Linked DNA regions of Sus scrofa: region 1 is linked to region 2. Evidence: chromatin contacts called from public promoter capture Hi-C data. All regions are on one chromosome and are shown on one strand. The core of a region is the stretch at or near the end of the contact, and the rest is flanking DNA. Distances in the headings are between cores, read along the strand shown.

Region 1 (2,700 bases), core at 25-2,524, 410 kb after region 2:
GCGGATGGCCCCAGGTGTAAGCGCAGAAAGCAGGCGAACCCGCGGCGCAATAACGGTGAGTGGCGGAGGGGACCGGGGAGCAGCGGAGTCAGGGGGAGCCGGGCGGCCGGGGCGCCCCCGGGGGCGAGGGGGGCGAGCCGGGCTGGGGGTGGCCGGGCAGGGACGGGCCAAGTGGAGTGGGAAAGTAGAAAGTAGTGCTCTCTGCCCCCCTCCGCGGCCGCCGCCGCCGGAGCCGCGCCGCGGCCGCTCGCTCTCCCTGAACCGTTATGTCTCTTACCTGGTCTCTCCGCCTAGCGGCTCCTGCCGCCCCTGCCGCCTCCCTGGACCGTTAGCCGCCGCCGCTGCCGCATCTCCGGCGCAGGGCGGGCGGCCGGGACGCGGCCGCCACTTTTCTGGGCTCGGGGGGAGCGGCTGTTGCTTCTTTTCACACTTTTCCCCACTCCTGTGCCCCTCGGCGCCGCCGGCGTTGCGTCCCCGCGGCGCCGAGGCCCCGGGAACCAAGGAACTAACTTGTGCCGGCGCTGCCCGGGCGGAGTGGCTTCCGCGGCCCCGGCTGGCGCGGTCGCTCGGGCCCCACGGCTCGGCCGGGCGGGCAGGCGGGCGGCGGCGGGACGCGGCGGCCGCGGGCTGCGTGTCGCCCGTGCGCGCGTGTGCGCGGGCGGCGCGGAGCGCGCAGCGGGCGGACCCGGCAGGGCCGGCGGCGGTAAAGTTGGGACGGGCCGGCGAGGCGCGCTCGGCGCGGGACAGGGTTTCGCGGCGCGGAGTCGCGGGTCCCTAAGCGCCCCTCCTCCCGGGGCGCCCCCCGCCGCCGCCGCGCCCCAAGTGGGTCCGCGTACCGCTGGGCGCCGGCGGGGGCGCGGGCGGGCCCCGAGCAGCGGCCGTGGGAGCCGCGGGGGGCAGCGGGTTGGCAGAGTTGTTACCTGGTCCCAGGGACCGGGAAGCACCACAGACAGATCCCCTCCCGGGAGGACGCCACCTCCGTGCCGGGACGGGGTGCAGTGCGTGTGTCTCCGGGGTTCTCTTTCGGTTTGGGGGAAGTTGTTACCTGGCCCGGACGCGCGGAGCGCTGAAGCCGGATAATGGAGCTCAGAGGGCTCTGGGTCTCGGGTGGAAGGAGGGTGGGGGAGGGGGCGGACGGACTGACGGACGCGGGGCGCTGCTGCCCGCGCTGCAGCCGCAGTGTTTATTGATTAGTGCTGATGTGCCCGGACGCACTCCCCTCTGCCTGGCGTGAGAGTTTAAATAATATTATTATTATTAATAATAGCGAAAGAGAGCGAGACCCGAACATGTGGCGGTGGTGGTTGCACAGTCGCCTTTTCCAGTTTGGGGAGACGGTGTAAGTTGGTTGCCTATCTGCTTATCTCGAGGCGATGCTGTGCCCGCTGGCTCCGCAGCGAAATGTCTGCTGCTTGTTATTGTCTGGACAGTTCCTGTAGCGAGAGGGCCGCGACTTGTGCGCCGCCCGGTACCTGTTTGGAGAATAATGGGCGGCAACGGCCCTGCCGCCGGCTGCGGCCCGAGTCTATATAAGGAATTGGACGGACATTGCGGACTGAGGGGCTCCTTTGGACTCCTACGTTATTTTTAAAAGGAGTTTTTGCCAGTAGGAAAATAAAGGCGCCTGTAAGGGGCTAGCGGGGTCCTCCAGAAAATGAGGAAATACGGGTTTAAGTCAAAACTCTCTGGCGCTCGCCCCACCCCCATGCCCGGGCTCCCTTTCTCCCTCCCCTCCGGGATGCGAAACGCGAGGTTTTGTAACCTTTGCTGGCAATTTTAGATTTTGTGTGGGATTTCCTGTCTAGGAGCAGATAGGAAGGTTTAAAGCTGTTTCAAAGATGTTTCCTTCCGATCGTAAACGTATTTTGAATATATCCGAGCCGACATTAAAATCACTGCTTTCATGAAGGATTTTAGTTAGGCAAACACACATTTGCATTTTGAAGACGTCTGTTAGTTGTGATTGATAACTAATATTTGGTATCCTCATTGTGGAGAGATTACTTGTAACGACCAGGAGCGGAGCATAAGCTATTGCAATTTTAATTTCCTGTTTTAGCGTCAAATAGTGTGTGTGCAGTATTGAGCTGTTGGCTGCTGTTGCTGATGTGGCTTTATGAAAGGTAAGTTGGTTTGGAAAGGGCCGTTCGCGTTTTACCTTATTTAAAATGTTCGTCGCCAGAGAAAGGGGCTTTTCTTGTTGCTGACGACATGTGTGTGACATGTGAGTCTGAACCACCCAGCGTCTGTGCAGCTGCTGTAAACATGTTTACCTGAGCAGGAAAGAATGGATTTTTCTCCTAAAGATCGTGTGATAGGAATATTGCACTCATAAGGCATATCAACAGATGACTTAAGGGGGAAAATAGCGATCCGGAAAGGTACTTGAAATCAACAGGAAAAAGAGCTACTGGATCGCTGCAGCAAATGGCAACTTGTGCAGGTAGAAAAAAGATGGTGTTTAGTTTTCTCCTGCATGTATGTCAGCCCCCTCTTGTCTTGCTGCTTTCATTCTCAAGGGAGGGATTTATTTACCACGCTTGCTGTCAGTGTTTTTCCTTTGTGTTTAATATTAGAAAAACAGATTTGGGGCTGTTTAGCACAAAATGTCTTGTCTGCAGTGTGCATTACTCTGAGAAAACAAAAGGTGTTTGAGACAGCACTGTGCTACTACAGGTATCTTCCATTTTCATCACTTTT
Region 2 (2,857 bases), core at 315-2,814:
AGACCTAAAAGGCTCAAACTGTTTCCAAGTGTCTTAGCTGTGTTTTTAGAACAAAGCTCAAGAATATTTATAGAAAGACAAAAATATCCATCGCCCAACAAAGTAAAATTCAGGCTGTTTGACATCTAATAAAGAATTGAGCAAGTAATACAAAGAGGCAGGAAAATATGAGCCATAGTGTAGAAAATAGTAAGAACCGACCCTGAACTGACGACGATGTTAGAATTAGCAGCCAAGGTCTATTATGTATGTAGCTGTATTTTATATGTTCAAAAAGTTAAGTATAGACAAGAAAGATAAAAAAAGGCCCACATAAAAATTTCCAGATATAAACTATAATATAGAAGATAAAGATTACAATGCATAGGATTGTAAGCACATTAGACATGTCAAAAAAAGGTGGAGTGGCTATATCAGAAAAAGCAGATTAAAAAGTGAAGACTATTACCAAACATTTATAATTTCATAATTAAAAAAGGACAACTCATTCAAAGGACATAAAAATCCTAAATATTTATGTCCCTAATAACTGAGCTCCAAAATATATAAAGCAAGAACGGACAGAACTGCAAGGAGAAATACAGAATAATTAATAATAATAAAAGCAGTGGAGAGAAAATCACTAAGGACTCTGGGGATTTGAATGACCCTATAAACCAACTTGATCTAATTGACAGTTACAGAACATTCCACCCAAAACAACAGATTCCACATTGTTTGCAAATGCACATGACATCTTTTATTAAGACACCATATTCTGGGTCATAAAAACAAGACTCAATACACTTAAGAGGGTTCAAATCATATAAGGTATGTTCTCTGACCTCAGTGGAATAAAAGAAGCCAAAATAACAGAACTATATCTGGAAACTCTCTGAACATGGGTTGACTAAATCACGCACCTATAAATAACCTATGGGTCAAAGGAGAAATCAAAAAGAAAATTAGAATGTGTTTTGAACTGAATGAAATGCAAACACAACCTACCAAAATGTGTGTGATTCCATCAAAGCAGTACAGAGGGGGAAATTTAGAGCACTGAGCATCTACATGAGAAAAGACCTATTGGAGTGGCAAGTAAGAAAGTGGCGAGTAAGGAAGCATTGGCTCTTCTCGGGCTGCCTTCCCTGTTCAGGCCCTGGCCCTGGGCTTTTGTGTGCACAGAGCAGCAGCCGCCGCTGCTCCTTGCGGGGCCGCCTGACCCCAGATGCTGTCAGGCTTGTCCGGTGTCCGCCGTTAACCTCGCCGCGCGGCGGCCGAAGAGCGGGGCCGGGCGGGGCCAGCGGGCCGGGCCGGGCCGAGCGGGCAGGAGCGCCCCCGGGGTGGGGTGGGGTGGAGGCGGGGAGTCCCGCGGGGGTGGGGGGAGGGCCAGGGCGCGGAGTCGCGGAGGTGGGGTCACTGGTGTTGGCTCCGGGTGGAGGCCGGCCGCGAGGGGAAGGAGGCCGTGGGGGCGGCTCAGCGGAAGCCGCTCGAGTTGCGGAGCCGCGGCAACTCCGGGGGCCGGGGCCAGGGCTTTCCGGGCTTTGGTAAAGCGGCCACGGGCCTCATCTTCCGGCGGTCGCCAGAGTTTGTAATGATTGTTGCTGCCGCCGCCGTCACTGCCCCGGTTGCCATCTCCTCCTCCTCTTCCTCCTGGGCCGGGCGGATCCCCTCCCCGCTACCGCCTCCTCTTGGGCTGGGTCCGTGCTGTCTCCTCCCCTGGCGGAGCCGCTCCTGCAGCCGCCTCCTCATTCATCCTCGTGCAACATAGGCGGCACAGGCGCCAGGATGTCCAACCCAAGTGGTCTGCTGGGAAGCAGTCGCACGGGGGGGGGGGGGGAGGGGGGAGGGGAAGCTGGTACACAGTCTCAGGCCGAATGCACAGCTAGAAGGTTGGCTTTCACAAGTACAGTCAACAAAAAGACCTGCTGCAGCCACTGCTGCACCCCATGCTGGATATTCCTACCGTGGGTCTCATGCTGCTCATGCTTCAAACAAGTGGATCCATCTATTTCCTGGAGCATTTTCATCCTTGGGCCTTCTCATCATGTGTCCCTTTCTCAATGTGCACTTTTCAGTGTGTGTGTGTGTGTGCATGACACCTCTGTATGATCTTGGTACTGACCAAAAGATTTACAGAGAACTATGGAAGAAAGGAATGTTTGAACGCATGTCTCTGCAGACAGATGAAGATGAACACAGTATTGAAATGCATTTGCCTTATGCAGCTAAAGCCATGGAAAGCCATGGATGAGTTTACCATTATTCCTGTGTTGGTTAGAGCTGACTGAGTCAAAAGAACAGGAATTCAGAAAACTCTTCAGTAAATATCTAGCGGATCCTAATAATCTCTTTGTGGTTTTTTTTTTCTGATTTCTGCCAGTGGGGGTCAAAGGTTCTGTTACAGTTACTATGATGAATCCTAGGGGGAGATTTATAGATCCTGTGAACATCTAGATAAAATGGGTATGAGTATTATAGAACAATTAGACCCTTTCACTTGAAGAAATACCATCATACTATAATGTGGAAGACATCCCATTTGGGTATTATTAAGTGCTATCACAGAGCTACAGAAGAATGAACATGAGCTTCTCCTTTTTGAATTATGCCCAGTCAAGCCAGTATAGAAACTGGCCAGACAGATCAGTGAGTTAAGTAGCTGGAGCAAAGCTCTGAATCCTCAGGGATGCCACCTGCACAGACTCATTCTCTGTCCAGGGCCCCAACTGAACCCTTACCAAGATACTGGTCCTGGTTCGGGGGAATTCTGAAACTCAAACTAATAGAATTTTCTTCTCTTCTTTTTTAGTAGGTATCCTTAATTTCAGCTCATTAAAACAGTGCTTTATAGTTTAGAGCAGTGGAAGGAAGGCTG

What was found. Promoter capture Hi-C pulls out the DNA fragments that hold promoters and counts their contacts.
Region 1: a promoter capture Hi-C map of fetal liver shows a contact between it and region 2, with 4 times the contacts expected there. The contact joins the promoter of ZNF438 here to the enhancer-like site in region 2. A contact is called at or near these places in 2 of 5 promoter capture datasets (fetal liver and liver), 4 of 47 Hi-C or Micro-C datasets (embryonic fibroblasts, heart right ventricle, liver and 1 more) and 1 of 2 datasets of contacts at active chromatin or transcription factors (skeletal muscle).

Annotation. Positions count from the first base shown.
Region 1 is chr10:42,013,117-42,015,816 of Sscrofa11.1, forward strand. It overlaps ZNF438 (zinc finger protein 438), which reads right to left and starts at 1,275. Exons shown (of 19, transcript XM_021064197.1): 1 at 1,046-1,275. It overlaps ZEB1 (zinc finger E-box-binding homeobox 1), which reads left to right. Exons shown (of 11, transcript XM_021064196.1): 1 at 1-55. LOC110255584 (a long non-coding RNA gene) reads left to right here and starts at 1,364. Exons shown (of 5, transcript XR_002336134.1): 1 at 1,364-2,123.
Region 2 is chr10:41,605,102-41,607,958 of Sscrofa11.1, forward strand. All of the region lies in intron 15 of ZNF438 (zinc finger protein 438), which reads right to left. It also overlaps the pseudogene LOC100519509. Among named protein-coding and RNA genes, the nearest start is that of ZEB1, 410 kb to the right of the region's middle. Within about 2 kb of position 1,565, at least 68 of the 83 cell types and tissues checked have an H3K27ac peak or open chromatin away from gene starts, as enhancers often do. A contact at or near this core is called in embryonic fibroblasts, fetal liver, liver and 1 more, where this site is marked.